2 separate regions of the Danio rerio genome follow, and region 2 is linked to region 1. Evidence: chromatin contacts called from public Micro-C data. All regions are on one chromosome and are shown on one strand. The core of a region is the stretch at or near the end of the contact, and the rest is flanking DNA. Distances in the headings are between cores, read along the strand shown.

Region 1 (7,116 bases), core at 2,226-4,725:
ATGTATTGCACTGAAACAGTTTCAGCAAAGAACGATTGAACATATTGAGGGATTAAACCCAACTTTGTACATGAATTCCTTCAAGTGACATAGTACAGTGGTTAAGGTGTCAGACTTCCATGCAGGGTTAGTAGGATTCGAAGCCAGTTTGTTGCAGTTGTTTTGAAATGCTTTATTACCAGTTGGTAATGCTTTGCTCTTGTATCGTTTTGTTTCAACATTGGTCTGATATCCGAATAAACAATTTGTGAATAAATATGTCTTGTTTTTGTCTTAAAACAGGGTTGTTGCTAGATCAAAAACGGTGGCCTGAAGTTATCAAGAATTATTTATATTATTCATTAAATTTCCAATTTATTGTATTTTATTAATGTCTACCCTAACCCTAAACCCAACCATACTGTAAAAATATTTATTATTGTTTTACAGTGTTACAAAAATGATGCTAAATTGATGGCGTAACTGTAGCTGTATCCTATTTAGGCTACACAAAACAGAAACATGATTAAAATACATAAAACCATGATTTCAGAGTATTTGTACAAGTCGGGATTCGAACCCAAAACATCATGCTAAGCAAAGATTCAATTAGCAAACCTACAGTCCTCTAAGCCATATGAGACAGAGGTAACTTGGATACCTTGGCATTCAAATTAGGATTCGCCAGGTCTCGAAACGTTTCTATGCTGAACGATGCTTTGAATCGCTTTAGTCACGTGACTAGGTGTTTCGAAACACTTTAGTCACGTGACTTTGGTGCTTCGGATCATGCTTCGGTGCAGTGTTTCGAAACACTTGCGCTTCGGGATCTCGACACTGTGTCGAAACATCAGTTCCACGTCAGCCATCTCTATTGGCCACCCCTGCTCTATATGAAGGCTGCAGCAATTACAAAGTTCAGCCAATAGGTGGCAACAATTAAAACAGCATTGGGCGGGTTAAAATTACCAAAACAAAACAGATGTTCCAGCACATAACGCACATTTTTAAAGCAGAAAATCTGACTTCAGCATTGTTTTTTAGATAAAGAACATTCACTGAGCATGTTTCTGAAATATCTGCAAACATATTAAGCTGTTTTTATGCTTTAGAGAAGTCAAAAACTTACATATAGAACTTTTAACTGTGTTTTTATGTGTTGTACAAAAAATAAACTGCACAGACTTTCACCCCGAACATTTTTATCGAGTTACTCATCAGAAACGTTTTATCAAACAACTTTTTCAGAATTCATGTTTTTGATACGGGTGTCTAATTTACATCGTTTAGTAAAACTGTTTTCAAGTTATGTTTAGCACAGACTTAAGTTTCTAAAATAACTCAAAACTAATAAACTAAACAATCTCAAGGGAGATCAGGGTTCTGATGTCTTTCCACTCTATTTTCGCTAATCAAAAACAGTAATATTAAGACTCGGATATAAAAAAAAAAACGGTGATAAATACTAGGAGTGTAATGCATTACGGTTGATCCGTGATTCATGCGGATCACAACCCACGGTTCACTGAACACTCGTGACACGCGGATTAATACTTTTTTATTTTTGCTTTTACTTATAGATGAATCCTAAATTTATAACGATTGCAGAGAGATCGCCTCTCGTGTCATTCAAATCACATGCATGAAAACATTTAGGCTTTCATAGAGGTAAAGTTGGTTTTATATTCGCACATTCAAACTTTCCTCTTAATAATATAATTTCATAAAAGTATTATTTGCAAACTCTAAATAGCGAAATGATATTAGCAGCCAATGACTACCAAAGTACAACATTGTTAAAAGTCAAATAAACAGTGTTAATGTTGTTTTCAAGTCACACTTGCATGCTAATTCAGATTGAATATTCAAAATAACATGGTAAACAATATGGACACTTCTAAATGAACGAATGTGTGAATATAAAACCAACTTTACCTCTATTGGACTTTCCTGTAAAAACTTAATGATGACAGAAGAAGTTGTGGTGGGTTATTCGGGATGTGGTGGGTTTCTTAGGTTATTAAAGGTGTTTTCTGTCACTACTTGTTTAGCCTGCATTAATGCATTCAGTGTAAGCTGCACAATTAGTCATTAAAAGATCGGGATCTCAACACCCACACAACATAAATTATAAATGATGGTGATTTGCATATATTTATCAATCCTTCTAATCTCTGCATTCAAATCTGAAAACGCAAAAATCAAGAAAGAGTGAAGACGTTCAGTTTACAGTCAAATAACACAGCAGTACTGGGATAAGAGTTTATAGTTTCGATAATGCCACTGATGTTTGTGGTAAAGATTAAAATCACCATCATATGCACTTAACTTGACGCTCAAATATTAAAGTTGTAGGCAGCAATTACGTTATTCAACCAGTAGGTGGCGACAATCAGCCATCAAAAATATGTCACTGAATAATTCTTCACAAATGATGATGATCTAGCAATGAAAAAACTACAAAAACAAGCTAAAAAAATAAAGTGATCCGTTACACCACTATCAAATACTATTTACTTAATCTCATTCAATTCATGTGTATTTCTCAAGCGCTTTTACAATGTAGATTTTATCAAAGCAGCTCATCATAGAAGTTCTAGTAAATTATAATATCTATGATATTTTTAAACTACACTGTAAGTACAAGTAAAAAAAAATACTTTTAAGGATTAAAAATATTTGTGTTTTGATGGGAGGAGGGCCAAAATCATTTTTAATGCGATCTATTGTTGTTTATATTTACTACTGTTGTATATATCCTCAAATGCATTACGTTGATGTAGTTTTTGATCAGTTGTGACTTTTGCAGAAAGTACAGTTTGTCATAGCTACCAAACCCTTTAATAACACGAATTAAATAAAATTACGGCTATTTTATAGTTTTAAAAATCATCTTAATGCCTAAAACTCTCAACTGAGGTCAAAACTTTTATAATTACTATTATTCTGCAGCATCACGTAACGTTACAGGCATCGGAATGCAAACAAATTAAACTCAGCTACAAAAAACTTGCAAAAATACACACAATTCGTGACTTATATGCTTTAATTTAACTTAACTTTAACTAAAACCTCCCAGAAATGAGTTATAATCTTGCTAATCAACACTGGCTTGTGATTGTATGTTAGCAACGCTAGCTAACTGTAAACACAACGGATGTACTCTAGCGTAACTATAAACGACCTGCGTTCAATCTACAGCACATTACACAACGAATACACGGCAAAAACATCATAAACATATCACTATTAGCAATGTCATGCACAAAAGGAGGAGGAAACGACCACAATCCGACATAGCAGTAAAGTATCATCCAAACGCACCGACTGCTAGATTAAAAATCAGACCTGCAGGAAGAATCTGCGACTTACCATTACATTGGAAGATGTCCGGGAATATAATAAACCCCCAATGACATTACAGTAGAGGGAAATTATAGGCTTCAAACTGCTTAGTGCGACCTCATATCGTTTGGCAGGCCAGAATGTCAACAGTGATCCAACAAACACACGCACACACGTTTATGAACGACACACAGCGCCCTCTAGCGCACAGTCGCGGATTGAACACACCGTGATTGACCGACATTATTATCAACGAGCATATAAATACAAGTTATTTGTTGGAAAGTTTCACACACATAAATTTAGATTTACTGAACATAAACCCCCCTTTGATGAATTGTAAAAAAGAGTTGGAAATGTGGGCCTACTTATATACAATATCAGTGTTTAATATGAATGGTAAAGTTGGTAGACAAACCTTATGGTGGCTTAAGAAAGCCTAGCCTGAACGTTTGAGTTAGTTTTAAAGTTGAAATCATTGAAGTAGTTTTCAAGAAGTGTGAAACAGTTGGCATAGAGAGATAACTACATGTATTTTAACATGTTTCTTGCTGGGAGGTTGATAGGGGTTAGGATGTTTCTAGTATGGACTGGTATATTGTTAGTGTGTGTGTTAGTAAGGTTTAGTACATTGTTAGTATGGATTAGTATATTGTTAGTATGGATTGGTATGTTGTTCGTATGTTTCTAGTATATTGTTTGTATAGATTGGTATGTTGTTAGTATGTTAGTTGTATGGATTAGTATGCTGGTAGTATAGATTGGTATGTTTCTAGTATGGATTAGTATATTGTTAGTATGGATTGGTATGTTGTTAGTATGTTTGTAGTATATTGTTAGTATGGATTGGTATGTTGTTAGTATGTTTGTAGTATATTGTTATTATATTGGTATGTTGTTAGTATGTTTCTAGTTTAGATTAGTATATTGTTAATATGGATTGGCGTGTTGTTAGTATGTTTGTAGTATGTTTATAGTATATTGTTAGTATGGATTGGTATGTTGTTAGTATGTTTGTAGTATATTGTTAGTATGTTTGTAGTATATTGTTAGTATGGATTGGTATGTTGTTAGTATGTTTGTAGTATATTGTTAGTATGTTTGTAGTATATTGTTAGTATGGATTGGTATGTTGTTAGTATGTTTGTAGTATATTGTTAGTATGGACTGGTATGTTGTTAGTATGTTTGTAGTATATTGTTAGTATGGATTGGTGTGTTGTTAGTATGTTTGTAGTATATTGTTAGTATGGATTGGTATGTTGTTAGTATGTTTGTAGTATATTGTTAGTATGGATTGGTGTGTTGTTAGTATGTTTGTAGTATATTGTTAGTATGGATTGGTATGTTGTTAGTATGTTTCTAGTATATTGTTAGTATGGATTAGTATGTTGTTAGTATGTTTGTAGTATAGATTAGTATATTGTTAATATGGACTGGTGTGTTGTTAGTATGTTTGTAGTAAGTTTCTAGTAAGTTGTTAGTATGGATTGATGTGTTGTTAGTATGTTTGTAGTATGTTTCTAGTATATTGTTAGTATGGATTGATGTGTTGTTAGTATGTTTGTAGCATGTTACTATTATGGATTAGCATGTTGTTAGTATGTTTGTAGTATGTTTTTATTATGGATTAGCATGTTGTATGTTTGTAGTAAGTTTTTATAATGGATTAGCATGTTGTTGGTATGGATTGGTATGTTGTTGGTATGTTTGTAGTATGTTTTTATTATGGATTAGCATGTTGTTGGTATGGATTGGTATGTTGTTAGTATGTTTCTGTTATGGATTAGCATGTTGTTAGTATGTTTGTAAGATGTTTCTGTTATGGATTAGCATGTTGTTAGTATGTTTGTAAGATGTTTCTGTTATGGATTAGCATGTTGTTAGTATGTTTGTAAGATGTTTCTGTTATGGATTAGCATGTTGTTAGTATGGATTGGTATGTTGTTAGTATGTTTCTATTATGAATTAGCATGTTGTTAGTATGGATTGGTATGTTGTTAGTATGTTTCTATTATGAATTAGCATGTTGTTAGTATGTTTCGAGTATAGATTAGTATATTGTCAATATGGATGTTAGTATGTCCAATGTAAAGTCAATGGCAGTTTTTTTTATAATGGAAGTCTACGGGACAGTTGCTAGGGTGCCGTAAGTGGTTGCTAGGGTGTGGCTAGACAGTGGGGTCTGACTTTGCTTAGACTAAAGTCTTGTCACTGAACAGAAATAATATCCAGTATAGAATATAAAGTCATGCTGCAGTGGAGACAGTATGAATATTGTGTCTGACTCCATCATGAGCTTGGAGGACTGCATCCATACATCTCTGACATGACTCAAATCAATTAATAAAGTCATCTGGAATGGCAAAGAAAGCGTTCCTGCAGGACTCCCAGAGTTCATCAAGATTCTTTGTGTTCATCTTCCATGCCTCCTCCATCTTACCCCAGACATGCTAATTAATGTTCATCTCTGCTGACTGGTCAGGCCAATCCAGGAGCACCTTACAACTGAGATCGATGACAAGACATTTGTCAGGTAGTGCGTGTTAGAATACAATTGCTAAATGTAAAGTCATGCATTTTTGGATGCAGTCTTCAAATTCTGCTAACTATAATCATGAATATTTGCAAACTATTCATCGTAATGAATGTGTAGTGTAGTAAAGTGACAAATTTGACAATTCAAAGTAATTTTTAATATTTCAAAATGCACGATTCACAAGTTCAAACAGGCGTAAATTTATTCTCAAATCTTTCTTTTATTCCAAAAGAAAGCTCTATACATAATTACAGCATTTCTTTAACAACAAATATGCTTTAGTGGTTAAAGTAGTTTTTCACTTGAATTTTTTTTCGTATTGTCAACTTAAGTCGTAAAATCAAACGAATAAACCAGCATGTGATACAAAAAACAAACCAACCATCTAACAAAACCAACCTAATTCTTCAGAAAATGGCACTGTAGAAGATAATCATAATAATAAAACATAATAATAAAGCAAACATTTCAACCACAACTCGTTACACTGTGATAAAGGTAAAAGAAAAAGCGCTGACAAATGTCGGCGCTTCACATTAAAACTAATATACAGTCCACTGAATATATCCAAACGTTTTGTTTTCATTTATTTCAAATGCAGCCGCGTGAGCTACTTACAGATCCTTACGTACGAAATCAAGTTATGTACAATAAAGGTACGGTACATTCAACACTTTCTTCTAGTGTTTAGACAATTTCACACTATAACAGTCGATTAAAAAAAGACTGAGGCATCCAGGTCATATTTCACTCAAAACAAAGCAATACAAAACAATGATCCAACTATTCGTCACATGAGAACGTAAATATTTAATGTTTTGGCAAATTAAAGTGAATTCGCAACATAGTTTTGTGCACATTTTTGCTGTAACCTGGCATCAGATCAAACTGTAATAAATAAGATTGTTCCAATTGAATAAGTATAAAATTTTTTCAAATTGTTGTAGAAATTGAGAATAAGAACAATTTTCGTCAAGACATACGTTTCAGAATTGTTCGAAATGTAATTTTTTTTTGCCGTTAAACAACAGAAAAAAAACTTGCAACTTTCTGGCATTTGAAACCATGAAAGCAAGTATACATCTTACGATTCAAACTTTCACGATATGCAAGAGTTTAACATTTTGAAAATTTTGAAGCAAATTCGTAACATCGCATTCAAATGGAATTTTGCAGCAAACTGTAATAAACACAAATAAGATCCTATAAGTTGATATGAAACAGCCACTAATTTACCCAAATACTTATTAATTA
Region 2 (7,116 bases), core at 1,573-4,072, 66 kb before region 1:
AGCAGATTTACTCACTTTCCTTTAAGTAAAGTCAATCAATCGCTTCAATAACAGCAGGTTTACTCACTTTTCTTTAAGTAAAGTCAAATAATCGCTTTAAAAGTAATAGGTTTACTTCATTTTTAAAGGTAAGCTCAACTAAAACTAAACCTGTTTAAAATTATTGTTCCCATATTTTGACATTTTATTTTTACATATTTGTTTAATCATCAAAGCAGTCACCTGCATTTATTTTTATAAAATTACTTGTATTTAATTTGATATAGACACCAAAATAGCAGAGTTTTCTGATAACGTTTCCCATTTGGTGTATTTGGTGTAAGAACCAAGTATGAAAATTAGAAAAATATTCATTTTTTAACGCAACTATTAAAATAACCTATAAATAACCAATACAGAACATATTGTAATTTTTAGAACATTATTTCAAAACCCTTTAAAAAGTAGAAGCATGTAACAAAACAAAACTTTTCATAACTATAACTAGTCTGTTATGTTCTACAGAAATCCTGATAAAACGTCAAATCAGTCAACGTGCATGGTGAGATAAACACAAATGCAATTCTAAAAACAATAGCTAAACATTCAATCACATATCACAAAATATCAACAACTAAACAATTTCATGTCCCTTATAAATCCACAAGAGATCGCCAAAGCAGCAGATGAGCAAAATTATGTGCTTAGGAAACTAAAAGGAAAAACTAAATGTCTTAAAGGCCTACAATTGGTTGATCTGCTTAAATCACAATTTTCTTTCTTCAGAAAAAGTCCTGTTTGGTTAATGGGAGTGACGAGTTCTGCTTACTCAAAGTTTTGTAAATATTAGTTCATGTTTATATATTTTTTTCAGGTGACGCAGTTTGACAGTAGGTAGTGCTGTCACCTTACAGCAATAAGGTCGGTCGTTGGTTCGTGCCTCGGCTGGCTCAGTTGGCGTTTCTGTGTGGAGTTTGCTTGTTCTCCCTGCGTTTGCGAGGGTTTCCTCTGTGTGCTCCGGTTTCCCCCACAGTCCAAAGACATGCGGTACAGGGGAATTGGGTAGGCTAAATTGTCCGTAGTGTGAGTGTGTGTGTGTGTGTGTGTGTGAATGTTTTCCAGAGATGGGTTGCGGCTGGAAGGGCATCTGCTGCATAAAAATATGCTGGATAAGTTGGCGGTTCATCCCAATGTGGCGACCCCGGATTAATAAAGGGACTAAGCTGAAAACAAAATGAATGAATGTTTCTTTCAAGGCTACTGCATATTTTAAGTCTTCAAATGGGTTGATGGATGGATGGAACAAATGATGCAGAGATACTATACATTTCATGCAAAAATATTGCAAAAAAAAAAAAATACAAACTACAAAATTTCAACTAAATTTTATCTCTTCTTTGCTTTTTTTGATTTTTCCTTTTTTTCCTTTTTTTTTTTTTTAATTTAAGATTTTCCCCTAACATACATATTTGGGTGTACTAGTTTCTGTAACGTTATCATAAGTTATTTTGTTATATTATTATTATGTTAGGCTATATGCTGAGCACTGTAGATTAATGGACAGACAGACAGACAGACAGACAGACAGACAGACAGACAGACAGACAGACAGACAGACAGACAGACAGATAGATAGATAGATAGATAGATAGATAGATAGATAGATAGATAGATAGATAGATAGATAGATAGATAGATAGATAGATAGATAGATAGTCAAAATTTGTTGTTACACAATTTGTCCACAAGAGTCCGTCAGAGGCTAGTGCAAACCTCGTTGTTGTCATAAAATTACAATTTTTTCACGTTTCACTATTCTTTTTCTGATATTAGTGTTTGATGAAAATTGAATAATGTGGTCTAAGTTTAAATGTTAGTAAAAGAAAGCCATTTTCAAACATTTTGCTATACCAAATGATGTTTCTGTAGAATTATAGATTCATGCCCAAACAGATAGATAGATAAATAGATAGATAGATAGATAGATAGATAGATAGATAGATAGATAGATAGATAGATAGATAGATAGATAGATAGATAGTCAAAATTTGTTGTTACACAATTTGTCCACAAGAGTTCGTCAGAGGCTAATTAACAGTGCAAAACTTGGCGTTGTTGTCAAATAAAATTACAAATTTATCACGTTTTATTCTCTTTCATTGTTTGATATTTCAACTGTTCACTATCATATTTGATATAAAGTTAGTGAGTTGTTTATGAAGCAGTTTGTCCATGTCAACTCTTCACCTGACCACTTTATCTCTGGCTTTGTTGCAATAGCAAACATTTCCTAATTCCACAACAAAATGTGACTGACTTTAAGTGTAGAAACTAAAATAAATCGAGGGCCGAATTAGCTAAGTTTTGTAGTTTACATATTTATTTTATCTGGAGGAAATTAACTAACTGGGGATGAAAAGGTCGATACGCAAATCCATGGGTTTGTTTACAGTCCACAGTGAACAAAATGGAGGCCGTTTCTTGATAAAGGCGTTAAAAGCTCTTAGTTTTTAAGCATGTGACCAAACTAGAATTGTTTTAAATACTCTAAATGATGTGAATAACAATAACATATCGCTATAAGTGTGTCGTTTTAATTAGTAGTCTCTAGAATTAAAACATATATACACCGTGTCCAGCTGTTCTACATATTTAGCTAACTTTCTGATGAATAACCTGCCTGGTGAACACCCCAGCATTATCCATCCAATCAGAGGGCGTATTAATCCGCGCGCTCGCTTTGTGCTAATGGGCCGCAGCCTGAGCACGCGTGCGCGGAGGGATATTTGAGGGACTACACCCTGTGGAGCAACCGGGACTCTTTCTTTACCGCTCAAACTCACATTAGAGAAGGGGGGCGTGTGGGACGTTCAGATATCCTGCGAGCTTAAACCGAAACGGCACCAGGCTGTCCGCATCGTCGTCTTTAAGTTGCAAGTCAACCGGTGTGCGTTTGAGAAGAAGGCAAACATGTCGTGGGCAAGCTACGTGGAAAACCTGATGTCGGACGGATCGTGCCAGGACGCCGCCATTGTTGGGTGCACCGCGGAGGCTAAATACGTTTGGGGAGCGCAGGAAGGGGGAACATTCGCAAACATCACGGTAATTAAGTGTTTTTAATTCACTCCTTGTGTTTTAGGTGTGTTTAGCCTGTGGATGTGTTTCAGTAACTAGTAAGCTGCCTAAGTAGACAGCGCATAGGCGCGGACTATAATGCGCCTCAGTACTGGTGTCTGTTTGAAACCAACGGACAAAAAGAAAAATGTCGTTTAATTAAAAATTTTAAACCGCATGTTATTTCATAGCGCGGGAATATTGGTTATAAACGCGCTAAAATGATGCTACTGCTCTTATAAGCAGTATTCGTAATCAGCTTTTTAGGTTATAGGCACACGTCCAGCGTTTCGATCAACCTGTCAGCCTCTTTATTAAAAAACCAGGCCCTCGGCATACATATTGCTGACTACACTACATTAAGTCATTATTATGATTTCAATCTGAATATTCTTTTCTTTATGTTATGTACTATGCCAGATCGTCAAGGTTAGCTCTTTGTAGTCGATTACAGATTCATGCGCTTGAATATCAAGCGTTGAACGTCTTGGAGACGTTAAATATTTTACAATGTTTGAAAGGAAATGTGTTTTCAGTCAAAAATAAACGGATGAATTGTTGTAAAATGCCGATTTTTATCAACCGGTCATATCTGAAAATCACCAGTTTACGCACATGCACTTGTACGCGGGAACGTGCGCGTCATTCACCCGCGGAATGTGCGTAAGATCATTCTAGAATACGGAAAACATGCCGCTCCAGCTCTCTTCCTGTTGTCCAAGATGGCGCTCCATAAATGGGTGTTAAAGGGGAAGCTCTGCAATAAAAAAATCAATTTACGCGCCCTCACGTTTTTTCAAACCTTCCTGAATTGTCCTCAAGATGTTTGAAAAATGTGATTTCATCGATGGCCATAGTAGAGGAAAATACTTTAAATCAGTGGCTACAAAATTCCTATTTTCTTCAATTTTCTTTTGTTCGCCTTAATATTTACCCTGTTTGAGTTTTACTTTAGGTGAAGTTAAGTTTATATATTCACAATTTCGGACTTTCTCCTTAATAATTTAGTTAGAAAAAAATCTTTGCAAATATTAAATGGTGAAATCATATTAGCAGCCAAAGACTTTCAAAGCACAACATTTTTCAGTCAAATAAATAGGACTGATGTTGTTTTAGAGTCATACTTGCCTGTGGTTTTCAGACAGAATATTCAAAGTAGCATGGTAAACAATATTAGTAGCTTGTCACTGAATGTGGGGGAAAAATAAAAATTTGTGTGTATATATATATATATATATATATATATATATATATATATATATATATATATATATATATATATATATATATATATATATATATATATATATATAAATATATATATATATATATATATATATAAATATATATAAATAAAACCAACTCCCTCAATGGGGAAAATTACTATTTAAAAATGTCTAACCTTGTAAATTTTTTTTTTTAATTGCTCCTATTTAATAGGCAGCTCTTAATAGCTGTTTTGCTTGTGGGGTTGGTGAATTATGTAAACATCAGATTTGGTAACCGTTAGAGATGGGCTTGTATAAGATTCTGACGGTGTGATAACCTTGATTAAAAAATATCACAGTTTCCTTTCCCCCTTTGAACAGAAAATATTTTATTTTGAGAAACCTTTATAATGTTTTAGTGCAGTAAACATGTCAGGCTAAATTATTCAAATGAATCAGCAACTTCTGATGTCATCTTTAGTTTTTAAAATACCGATTTCTTTATCTTACAAAACGGCATCTTTGGAAATCTTTTCTGCTGGAGGTACTGTTGTACTAAAAAAAAAAAAACTTTTAAGGTACAAATACCTTAGGAACAGTATAGCAGAATATTTGGTGGCTTTAAAACCTTGGCTTTTTCCAAACCGAGTTATACCTTACCGTCCCATACCTATAACGGGTAAAGAGATAGTTTATCTAAGAGAAAAATAAATTCTAGATATCACCGTTGCTTTGGTTTTGTGTGTTTTCTTGCATTTATCAAAATACAAACTCCACTCTCCTAAATCATACTGGGTGGAAAATTAGTAAGATTAGGCTGATGACTGTCAAATGTTCTTCTTGATCGAATTGCTGAAGCTTTTATACAATATCATAATTAACTTGGCTACGAAAATGCACAAGAGCATGCACATCACTTTAAATAGGTGCTCAGCCAAAAATGAATGCCAAAATCTATATTTAAAGTCGGCAACACCAGTGCTAATTTATTAAATTTGAAAAGCCAAACTAGCTGATGAACAGGCGGTCTGCTTGAAACGTTACACTTTTTTTGTATTAGGGTTGCACAATACTGGAATTTGGTACCAGTCAATACTGACATTTTAAAAATGTCCCATTTCCCGCTAGCATTTGAGCGCTACTGAGCACGTTCTTTAACAGCGCTGATTTGCCATTGTGTTCGCCTTCTCAACAGAAATTACTGTGATTGGCCAGAAGGTCATAAGTTCAAACTCTGCACTGTTAACTGGGTGTAACCACAGATACAGGGACACTGTTGAGCATGTGAACACAACAGCAAATAGGTGCTGTTTATGATTGTGCTCGGATGTTTGCAGGAAATGGATGTTTTTATTATCCCTTGGTACCGAATTCCAGTATCGTTTGACCCTACCTTTAATATCAACCTTTTAAAATTTAATAAAATGGCATTTTTTGAGCTATTTGCGCTACATTTGACAATTTTTATTGTATGCATTTCTAGAGTAAACCAATGTTTTAAACAAATTAAATTAGCTTAAGTACAATGGTACAGAATGTTAGTTGCAACTAAAAATATAACTGATAGGCTCAATTTAAGACCAACTTTAAATGTTAAATTCATTAAGTAGATTTCTTTAGTTTACCAAATTCAGCTTCAAGCCCAATTTATACTTTGACTTCAAGTGATCACTGCATCCATAGAATATCCTCTGCATGTAGCCCATTTGAGCTATTTATGAACATGTTTCTCTGCTATAAATTTTCAGAAAAGTTTCAGTGTTCATTATTTTGAGTTTCTTCAGCGGTGTTTTGAGTGTACACCAAAAATGCATGCAACTGTAACAGAAGTTGAAACTCTCACACATTCAAGAAAGCAAAAAGGCAGGAACTGGCAAATGTTCAACAACTTTGATCATAAAATAAACAATCAAAGTATGTCCGGAGCTCCTCAGTGGACTCTAGATTTAACCACTGGTGGCACCCGTGTTGCCCCGCCCACAATTGTCAAATACAAGGTGGCAAATCATAGCTCTTGCACTGCAATATATATTTATTTATTATTTTCTTCAGAGCCTTTTGGATTCATACAAAGCATCACCTTCATTCCAGCATAAATCAAAGAACTTTGCTGACCCTACCATGGCTGCAGCAGACACCATATTATAAAGCGTCTGACAATAGTCCCTAGTCAGGTAACTTCCAACATGACCACCTGCTTGCACAGGGTGTGTCTGCTGGTCCTGCTCTGTAATATTGCACCTGCTGCAGCCACGGCTGATTTTACTTTGTTTTTTGTAATATGCAGTATGCAAAAACAGGCATGTGCATATATTAGGCTTTTTTTGTGTGTGCACATTGTATGGTTCCTGTGATCATGGAAATAAGTTTAGATGATGATGTTAAAGGTTAGTTAACTAAAAAAATCCAATTAAGTAATTTACTCTTTTGGCTTTAAGCCCTTTTTTTTTTCTATATGCAAGATATTTTTAAAGAATTCTGGTTTGGCAGCCATTGACTAATTGAGCATTTAAAGTCTCATGCTTTCTGAGGTGCGGTTCTTGTTGCACAATGCTATTGTTGTATTCTTATAAACGACAAAATTGCTCACTTATTCTGACATTTTGCTGGCAAATTTAGCAAGATATTGATTGTCTGCATAAACTAATACGTTAAATTTATCCTTTTTTAAAAATGTGTGCATTTAGTATTAACAAACAATGCAATGGTGGGCTACAGGATTAATGTTTTTTTTTTCCACAAAGAAAATTCCTAAAATTCTTGCCTGGGCTTTACTAAAACTTTACTGTTGCGTAAACATTATTTACATTTTAAA

The links. Hi-C and Micro-C count contacts between places; a contact is called where the count stands out from the background.
Region 2: a Micro-C map of caudal fin shows a contact between it and region 1, with 8 times the contacts expected there. The contact joins the promoter of pfn2b here to the promoter of rnf13 in region 1. A contact is called at or near these places in 1 of 18 Hi-C or Micro-C datasets (caudal fin) and 2 of 4 datasets of contacts at active chromatin or transcription factors (caudal fin and gastrula embryo).

Annotation. Positions count from the first base shown.
Region 1 is chr22:37,141,297-37,148,412 of GRCz12tu, reverse strand. rnf13 (ring finger protein 13) reads right to left here and starts at 3,475. Exons shown (of 10, transcript NM_201044.1): 1 at 3,352-3,475. It also overlaps a transcript of srfa not described here.
Region 2 is chr22:37,206,491-37,213,606 of GRCz12tu, reverse strand. pfn2b (profilin 2b) reads left to right here and starts at 2,822. Exons shown (of 3, transcript NM_201336.1): 1 at 2,822-3,081. The coding sequence starts at 2,950.